Linked DNA regions of Sus scrofa: all the other regions are linked to region 1. A link is a contact called in public Hi-C and promoter capture Hi-C data. All regions are on one chromosome and are shown on one strand. The core of a region is the stretch at or near the end of the contact, and the rest is flanking DNA. Distances in the headings are between cores, read along the strand shown.

The links. Promoter capture Hi-C pulls out the DNA fragments that hold promoters and counts their contacts. Hi-C and Micro-C count contacts between places; a contact is called where the count stands out from the background.
Region 2: a contact with region 1 is called in a promoter capture Hi-C map of liver, with 17 times the contacts expected there. The contact joins the enhancer-like site here to the promoter of GADD45G in region 1. A contact is called at or near these places in 4 of 5 promoter capture datasets (fetal liver, fetal skeletal muscle and liver), 15 of 47 Hi-C or Micro-C datasets (embryonic fibroblasts, epiblast stem cells, fetal heart ventricle and 6 more) and 2 of 2 datasets of contacts at active chromatin or transcription factors (alveolar macrophages and skeletal muscle).
Region 3: a contact with region 1 is called in a Hi-C map of liver, with 9 times the contacts expected there. The contact joins the enhancer-like site here to the promoter of GADD45G in region 1. A contact is called at or near these places in 4 of 5 promoter capture datasets (fetal liver, liver and skeletal muscle), 3 of 47 Hi-C or Micro-C datasets (all in liver) and 1 of 2 datasets of contacts at active chromatin or transcription factors (skeletal muscle).

Annotation. Positions count from the first base shown.
Region 1 is chr14:1,164,299-1,167,430 of Sscrofa11.1, reverse strand. GADD45G (growth arrest and DNA damage inducible gamma) reads right to left here and starts at 1,431. Exons shown (of 4, transcript NM_001185129.1): 1 at 1,286-1,431; 2 at 923-1,024; 3 at 579-792; 4 at 1-499. The coding sequence starts at 1,338. The coding sequence ends at 389.
Region 2 is chr14:1,379,428-1,382,559 of Sscrofa11.1, reverse strand. LOC110256747 (a long non-coding RNA gene) reads right to left here. Exons shown (of 2, transcript XR_002338666.1): 2 at 2,558-2,916. Among named protein-coding and RNA genes, the nearest start is that of GADD45G, 210 kb to the right of the region's middle. Within about 2 kb of position 1,454, at least 26 of the 83 cell types and tissues checked have an H3K27ac peak or open chromatin away from gene starts, as enhancers often do. A contact at or near this core is called in fetal liver, fetal skeletal muscle, liver and 1 more, where this site is marked.
Region 3 is chr14:1,318,021-1,321,152 of Sscrofa11.1, reverse strand. No RefSeq gene overlaps it. Among named protein-coding and RNA genes, the nearest start is that of GADD45G, 150 kb to the right of the region's middle. Within about 2 kb of position 1,647, at least 5 of the 83 cell types and tissues checked have an H3K27ac peak or open chromatin away from gene starts, as enhancers often do. A contact at or near this core is called in fetal liver and liver, where this site is marked.

The DNA.
Region 1 (3,132 bases), core at 182-2,681:
CCGTCAGAGCTTCTGTTACTGTACAAGTCCAGGCCTCCTGGCCTTGCCTTTCCCCTCCTTTCTGCCGGGAGCACAGGCTGCTGAGTCACGCCTGCCCGGCCAGTCTGTCCTTCCCGGCCGCGCGGCCAACGTCCCGCCTCCGGCCTTCCTGGGCGAGCAACCGCTCCCCACACTTGTAGAGTCCTGGGCTGGGGCCAGCCTGCCCCTGTCGCCGCCGGGCCCCTCCTCGGGAGGGAGCCGCACCTCCTCGCCGCTCTCCACGCGCCGGCGCCTGCCAGTCTCCACGCCGCACTCGGGCGCCCTCCTAGGGCGCATCCACAGAGCCAGCCCCGCGCTAGGCGCCCCGGGGCGTTACCACGTCGATCAGACCAAGACCCCCGCCGGGCTGTCACTCGGGGAGGGTGATATTGGGCACCCAGTCGTTGACGCTGCGACTCTCCTCGCAGAACAGGCTGAGCTTCTCCAAGGCGGGGTCCTTCCACGCGTCCTCATTGGGGTTCTGCGAAGAGAGTCCAGAGGTCAACCGGGCTGGCCGCTGGCAAGGGCAGGGATGACATCGGGATGGAGGCGACACTCACCGAAATGAGGATGCAATGCAGGTCTCCCGGCGTGCCCGCCTCGTCACCGGTGCCCACGATCGCCGCCAGCCGCTGTACATCGCCCACACGCACGATGTCGATGTCGTTCTCACAGCAGAACGCCTGGATCAAAGTGAAGTGAATTTGCAGCGCAATGTCGCCCTCGTCTTCCTCGTCAGCAGCCAGCACGCAAAAGGTCACGTTGTCGGGGTCCCTGCGCGAGCGAGAAGGAGGTGAAGAGGTCAGATCGGTGTGCCCCGGGTGCCCCGTGCCGCCTTCTCCCCGGTCTCCCTTGCCGCTCTGCCCGCCCCCGGCCGCCTCGCCCGGACCGCGTCTATACTCACACATTCAGGACTTTGGCGGACTCGTAGACGCCGGCGGTGAGGCAGCCCTGTCGCTGCGCCGACAGCAACAGCTCGTGCAGTGCTTTCCCGGCGCCCTGCATCCTGTGGAGGAGCCACCGCCATGAGCGTGGACAGGCCGGAGGGTGAGCCAGGACCCCCGAGCCCTGGGAGGCACCCCCGGCGCCCGACTCCGGCGCTCCAGCCCAGTGCCGCACCCCCAGCCCAGCGGAAACACTTGGGCCTGACTTCTACCCAGCGGACCCCCACCCCGGAAGGTTTCGAAGACTGCGCCCAACCAGCCGCGGCCAGGGCAGGACCAGGATCCCGGAGCCCTGAGACGTTCGGCGCTCAGCGCGGACTTACCTGGCCGTGCTTTCTGGAACCGTATCCTGGCCGCGAACTTCTTCCAGAGTCATGTTGCGATCCGCAAGCAGCAAGTTATCCACAAAAGCAGAGGGCGGAGCGGACGCGAGCGAAGAGAGATCAGCCCGCAGCTCTGCTCGGCGTGCCCACCGCCAGCGAGTGAGCCCGGGTCCCGCCGCGCGCCTTTATATAGGCTGGGTCTTCGGCGCCGCCAGCTGGCGCAAGCCTGCGCGCCCATTGGCCGGCGCCCGCTTTCTGATGCAAATGAGGCGGCGGCCGGCGGCTCGTGCCAGAAGGCCACGTGGGGAGGGGTGCGGGGGATGACAATGCCTCAAATCTGCTGCTTTTGTCGGGGTGTTACCAGGCAGCCTGGAGCCTGCAGATTTCATCTAGCCTTTTTGTTTTTAAGTCTTTAAAAGGGAAAAGTTTAAAAAAAAAAAAAAAGCCAAACCCTTGCTAGCTAATAGTACGCTGCAATTTGTGAAATGCACCGTTGGAGAATCTAATGAATTTATTTTTGCATTTATTTTTGTTGTTACCTTTCTATTTTTTCTTTACTCTTAATTTGGAGTTTATGAGACAGTAGCTTTTAAAGCGGAACTTAAAAACACACAGTCCTGGCTTTAAGCTTGCAAAAGGCCCGGGCGCAGCTCCCTCCACCTGACACTAGGGCCCGGAATGCGAGGTTCTCCCTGCAGAATCAAGGCTCCGACCCCGTCGCGCTGGAAAGTCCCACCCGAGCTCCCCGCCCTCTGCAGAGCGCTGCGGGGCGCCGGGGCTCCCGAGCAGATTGCGGCCGGCGCACGCGGCTCGTTTGCATTTCTATGGAGGACGCACAATAGCGGAGGTCTGGCGTGTGGCGGTTTGTGGGAGGGACAATCGAAGCTTTCTCTTCATAGCGACACTGTCCACCTGCCGCTGGGTGGGGTGGGTAGGGCCCTGCCGCTCGTGGGGGTCGCCGGGCTGCCTGGCGCGTGGGGGTCGGGGCCGCGTGCCGCTCCTGCCCTCCTCGGTGCGCGGCTCCCCACCCCCACCCCCGCACAGGCCCTGCTGCACCAGCGGCACGTTTGCATGTAATTCCGCCCCACCGGGTCCTTGCACACGTGCGGAACAGCGGTGGCAGTTGGAAGGAACACCTGGCTGCTGCACCATTTACACAGCCGGCTGCGCTCAGCCCGGACCCCTTGGCTCCAGGCCCCTAGAGCTTGGGGAACGCGGCTCGGAATATCTTTCCCGGAGCGCCATCTACAGGCCGGCAGGAAAGATCCTGACCACCTCCCTCCCCTACACTTGCATTGACCACTAGTGACTTGGCCTGCAGCCTCCTGGTCAAGGAGCTGCCCTGGTAGGGTCGGCTGAGCTCCCTCCAAGCTGCGTATTAACAGAAGTCAGAAGAAAGGCTGCAAAACCCACGCCGGAAGGAGTTGGGGACAAACGAAAAGACCCTTCGCTCACTCAACTTATCACTTTTGGTGTCTGCATCTCTCTGCTCTACGTTGAAACCAGTGCTGCGGTGCATTCCATTGCCCCTCTTTTCTAGATGAGGCCTTAGAGACTGGACAGGACTGTTTGCGGGCCGGGGTGAATTCGCTGGAAGCCCAGGCTCTGGTGCAAGACCGGAGATAACGGGTAAGAAAAACAGCCGAGTGCGCTGGCGTTTTGCGCCACCCGGTGGCCAGCTGCCAGAGGACAGCTGCGAAAGCAGGCCACTTCCTGATGCCAAGAATTGGGTCTTTGCTTACCTCATATCCCTGAAATCCGAGGCGTTTTATAACAGCGGGAGTCAGACGGCATCAGGCGGTGATTATTTGCTACTGTATCTTCTCGTTCGTTGTTGGTGGTGTTTA
Region 2 (3,132 bases), core at 205-2,704, 220 kb before region 1:
GGCGGGCTTTCTGGAAAGAAAGGTCCCTAACCCTGAGCCTCCATCTCAGGGGCCACCACCTCACCCCTGCCTCAGCCATCGGTGTATGTGAAATCCGCTTTCCAGGAGTTAGCATCATGGCTCAGTGGGAATGAACCTGACTAATATCCGTAAGGATGCAAGTTTGATTGCTGGCCTCGCTCAGTGGGTTAAGGACCCGGCGTTGCCATGAGCTGTGGTGTAGGTTGCAGATGCGGCTGGGATCCCACGTTGCTGTGGCTGTGGTATAGGCTGGCAGCTACAGCTCCGATTCAAACCCTAGCCTGGAAACTTCCTTATGCAGTGAAAAAAGACAAAAAAAAACAAAAAACAAAAAACAAAACCTAGTTTCCCTCTGTGCAGTCCCAAGAGGTTTGCATCTGTTTCACAGGTGGTGTTTAAGTCACAGAACATCAAGGAGGAGAGGAAATGGAGATTGTTGAGCCTGTCCCTGGCAGGGCTGTCTTGCCTGGGACTAGAAATGCCCCCACCTCACCCCATCCACCTTCCCCACCTCCTGCACCCCATTTCCCCCTCCCCCATTCTACCTCCCCCTCCCCATCTACCTCCCCAAACTCCATCTACTTTCCCCACCCCTCCTGCTTCCCCCACCCCATCTTCTCCTGCCCCATCAACCCTATCACCTCCTCTGACTCCCCTTTGCACCCACTTCCCTCGTCCCCTTCCCCTCCCCCACCTCCCCCATCTCCTCTACCCCATATCCCCCTCCCCTATTTCATCTCTTCCCCCAACACACACACACACACACACACACACACACGCGCGCGCGCGCATGCACGTGTGCGTGCACGCGCACGCACTATTGGGTTCCCCCCAAGCCACAGTGGCAGAACTGCTGGAGAACAAAGGCCACCCTGGGGCCACATCTTGGGATCCCTGGCTGTCCCCTGGGGCCAGCCTTGCTCCTGCTCTGAAATGGGCACTGTGGAGCCTTCTCTCCAGCCACCAGGACTTGTGTGCTCCCTGCAGCCAATGACCCTGGGGAGAGGGCCACTCGACCTCTGTGGTGGCCGCCTGTGGCTGCCCTCGGAGGCAAGACCTGCTTTCCCCAGCTGTCACTCCTCCAGGTCTGGAACTGGCTTTCCCCGTGTGTGTTCTTCCAGCATCCACACCCCAGCCAAGCTGCAAGTCCCTCTGGGGCCAGCCCCTGCCCAGCTCCTGGCTGCCTTCCCAGAGCAAGGCGGTGTCCCCATAGCACCCTCTCTCCTAGAGGCCAGGCCTATAAGCTGCCCTCTCAATTTAGCCCGGCAGCCCTGGGAGAGGAGGCCCCTCCCAGTGCAAATCCCAGGCCCCTCCCTGGAATTCAGGAGCTGCCTGGGATTTTTCAAATGGCAGTCCTTCCAGCTGGAAAGTGCATTTGAGTTCCAGCCTCCCCCCAGCAACCCCAGAAGAAGAGACTCAGAGCCCAAGGGAGGCAGCCTCGAGCTCGGAACCGGCAGGTGGGGAGCACAGGATGGCTCCCACCTTAGTTCAGGCCAGTCCGTGACTCCCCCGCAAAGCCACAGGGCCCCTGTGGGGATTCAGACAAGTGTACACAATTCTGGGGGGGTCGATGGCAGAGAACCCCCCACCTGACCGGAGATACTAAATGTGGCTGTTCAGGCAGACTTACTCTCCTACACGTGGGATTTGGCTTCCAGACAGCGGCCTCCTGTCCCAGTGCATGGCCACGGATGATCTGGGCTACTTGTTAAACAAAACTAAACTAACATAAAGACAGGTTTCCCAGCACACTTTGGAGTGAGTAACCCTATCCATCGTCCATATGCCAGGCATCATTCCCCAGCAGCTGGGTGGGGAAGAAAGCTTAATCGCTTTGAACCTGCATAATCTCTGCGCCCTCCAACTATATAAAGGTACAGCTGGGCAAAATGTCATGAAAACATTCGATTCTAGGTAACAGGGTGTCAGATGCCTTGCATGCTTTCTCACATTTCCAGGACACACTCCAAAGAACCCCCTGGCGTGCTGACATCACGTGCTACTCAGAGGACACAGCCACGCCACCCCCCACCACCCCTTCCCCCACTCCTCCACCACCCCTGACCTCGGAAAGATGAAGCATTGTCCATCTTTACCCTGGGGGCAGTGGGGGTGGGGGTGGAAATATGATGGACATAATGAGCTAAAAAATACTTGGTGCCTAGAGAAGTCACTTGAAAGATGAGGGTTCTTAAGGATCCCGCTATTTCTTTGAATTCCCATGGAACTCAGGTATCTAGGTTTCTCCCAAAGCTTTCCTGCCTCTGGCTTTTTCTTTGCTATTTCTAGAGGCAGGCCCGATTGCTGCTGTCAATAGTTTTGACAAATCACGATGGAGCTAAAAGAAGTAGGTGGAAGAGGAACCCTCCGGCCCTTGGTGACAATCACGCTCCTCCTGTTCCCTGAGTCCCCGCCACACGCCTGGCTCTCACACATCCTCCTTTAAAGGCAGACGTCAAGAAGGGGTCATGCTAGGATCTGTGGCCAGTCAGCCCTCGCTCCTTTAGATAAGATGGTTGAATGAGTCACGTAGTGATGCAGAACAACAGTAATTCTTTATTACCTCTCTGGGTTCCTATGAGTCAGGGATTCGAACAGGAAGCAGCAGGTGGCTTGTCTCTGCCCAGTGGTGTCTGGGACCTCTGCTGGGGACTCAACGTCTGGGAGGGACCCCCTGAGGACCAGTCCTTCCTATGTCTGGTGGTCCAGCAGGGCTTCCAGCAGGAACTCCCAACCTCTGCAGGTACCCCCAGCTTGCTTCCAACATGGTGGTGGGGCTTCAAGAGCAAGGGTCGCAGGAGCAAGACAACCAAGAGGAGATCAGGACAGAAGCGACTCCTATCACCATCTCCACCATGTTCTCTTGGTGGAAACATTTGCCAAGGCCTGCTGGGTCTAGAGACAGGGAGCACAGAGGGTCTTCTTCAGTGGAAGAGACCCGGGTCCATGGTAAGCAGGGCATGAATGACGGGATATAGAAAGGTGTGAATGTCTCTAGAAAATCCCATCTACCACAGTGATGAGAAAGCAGGTGCTACGGGGGAGTCCATCCTGTGCAGTCGGCACTACGCAGCCCCGAAGCCCATCAGCCCACCAAGCCTGCCTTCGTTT
Region 3 (3,132 bases), core at 398-2,897, 150 kb before region 1:
TTGGCATTGACTTTGTCATACGAGGAATGCCTCATAAGTCTCTAAGAACTAGAGGGTTGTCATGTAAACTTTGGGGAGCAGCAGTAACAAGAGACATCCCCCACATCCAATTATTTCAACAGCCTCGGTCCCACATCTGGAATTCAAGGTCAGGAGCCGGGAAAGGGCCAGCGGCCAAGCCAGCAGCTGCCTGATACTAGAAATTGAACATCTCTGAGAAGCGCTGAAGAGTCGCCACAAAACAAGCACAGACTTTGGTCAAAGCACTTGACAACTTGCGCAAACACTGAAGGCTCAGTGCCTCATCTCTATAGGACAATGACAAAGTGTAAAGGGGAACTAGAATGAAAATGCATCTGTGAAGTAGGTATTCTCTTTACACAGGATCTCCTTTTCCATGAAATAGTTGCTTTCCTTACCTGACTTTTATTTAAAGAGCTATTTGTGGTCACTTCTTTTCTTTCTCTTTCTTTCTTTCCTTTTTTTTTTTTGGCCGTGCCGCCAGCATGTGGAAGTTTCCAGACCAGGGATCGAACCTGCACCACAGTCGCCATCTGAACCACAGCACAGACAACACTGGATCCTTAACCCGCTGAGCCACAAGGGAACTCATTGCAGAGTTATGAAAAACCAGAGGGAAAAACAAGTCTATAAGATGTGTCCACCTCACAAGTCCACATGTCCACAGGACATGAACCTGGTGCGGGTTGGGAGACAAACAAAGTCACCCTCCTAGAGTTATCCCCATGACGACATCAGATAACTGGGTGAGAGTCATCACCAGACGGCGTTGTGCCTGTATTTGAAATAGGGCCTCAGCTGAGACCAAACTGGGACCTGCACCCTGGTGATGAAGGACACGGCAGACAGCTCTGCATGGGCATGATGGGGTTTATTGCCAGGTAAGGAGGAATGGGGAGTTCATGACAAGTACCTGTGGGACTCACTAATGTTGTCATTTCAAGTCTCCCCAAACACTAACCTTGACTATCAAACATCACTGGTTTTCCGAACTAAACATTAACCATGTTCCTTCTAAACGCAAAGTCAAACAGTTACTACACTCGGTGTCTTACTGGTTTGTGGCATGTGTGCTTTTTAAGGCTCGAATCTATAAGAGGTTTCTCTCTGTTGAAGGGTCCAAATAGCCACCCTGTGAAATCCCACATGACAAAAGGACAAATGTGGTGGGAAAAAGTACCCCCCCCCCAATGCTGTGCCAGCCAGAATTGCTCCACATTGGGCTGCGACATACAGGGGACCCTGGACCTGAATAGTTTGCTGAGGGACACTGGGAGGCAGCAGCTGGGTCTGTAAGCTTGAGCACAAGGGACAGGAAACACGAGTGAGGGGTCCCTTCACAGCTCAGAGGTCTTCATTCACCAGGGAATTAGATAGAGAAGGCCTCATAAAATTCTGGAATTCGTGTCATGGAGACCTCTGTTGAACCAGCCTCTGAAGGGCTTGCAGATACAGGAGTTGCATAGTATTTTTATTTCGTAAGGGCAAAGAAAGTTGCTTTTGGAAAGAAAACACTCATTATTAACCTGGATCTGGGCCAATCCAAGATCAATATGTGCTAGAATATTACCCAACTCCAGATGACCTGTCAGCCTCGCAGCCTTGTTGTCACTGCCTCCGTGATAACAGAGAGCCATAAAAAGAGGTCGTCATTACCCAGTCGGTAACATATCCTTCAGCCCACAGCCCAGCACCCAGGCTCCTTTCCCCGCTCCCGGCAGGCAGCTCCCTCCACCTCTGATGCCTCTGCTCTCTCAGACCTGCCTGACCATCTCCAGCCTTGAACCCGTGTCTCCCGAACTCTTTTGGTTCTTTAGATCCTCGATGCTTGCTGTCAACATAGAATTCTCGTATGTCTATAAATTCGAGTGTGTTTAGGTGTAAACAAGATCTTGTTTCCTGAGGGACTCCATGGCAATAGAAATATTTATGGTTCCATGTCAATGATGGTTCACTTGTTGCTTTGCTACAATTTCAGTTCTATCTGTCCATCTAGCATCTGGCTCACACAGAAAGAGTCATCAAAGACACGGCTTTCAGTCTCTCCCCAAATGTCATCCTAGCATTTGGGCACAGGAAGGATAGATAATCATTGCAGTGCCACTATGAAAACACATTTCATTTGGCTTGGCTCAGAGTTGTGCTCTTTCACTACTGAGCTCTCTGATTACTTGGACGCATGGAGGGTGAGAGGAAGTCACAAAAGGGAAACACAGCCCTTGTCACCCAAACGAAGCCCCCCAGGCTGACTGCTCTAAAAGCTGGAAACCCAGGTGGGAAAGAATCAAGAATTCGACTTTTGACTAAGCACAGGCGTCAGCCTCAAATGGAAACTGACCAGGATCTTTGCAAAATCACGCATGATCTTAAGCCAGATTTCAAGGCAAATGAGTTGCAGAAAGGATCTGGAGCCAGAAAGCATCCCAGTGGGAGGTCCTCTGCACTTCTAGGTAAAGGCTAAGGGTGTCTTTTAAATGAAATCAATTCTCCAAGAAATTAGTCTAGGGCCAGAGTGTCTGGTAAATAAGTATCTCTAAGATTTCCCTGTAGCATCTTTCATTATGAAACAAAGTAGTTCAGCCTGCAATTGCTGGTGTTTTACTCACACCCACACACCCACACATGAATATTTTACTGTTACTGCTACCCCTCATTCTGATCACTTTTTTTTTGTTTAATGTCTTTTACTTGTTATGGTTGTTGTCATTTTTCTCTTTAGGGCTGCACCAGCGGCATGAACTTTTTAAAAAATTATTTGCTATGTTGTCTAAATTACTAATTTTCAGTTCATAAGACTTCCCCTAGGAGTTCCCATTGTGGCTCAGCAGGTTAAGGACCTGACATTGTCTCTGCAGGGGATGCGGGTTCCATCCCTGACCTGCTCAATCCCTGGCCTGGTTCAGTGCGTTAAGGATCCAGCATTTCTGTGGCTGTGGCATAGGCCTCCGCTGCAGCTCTGATTCCAGCCCTGGCCAGGGAACTTCCATATAACATGGGTGCAGCCATAAAAAGAAAGTAAAAAAAAAAAAAAGACTTTCCTCAGAGCTTCAATAAAGTCTGGAGGAATCTTAGAATAGTAAATACCTCAGGTGGAAAAGAGGCCGAAATTTT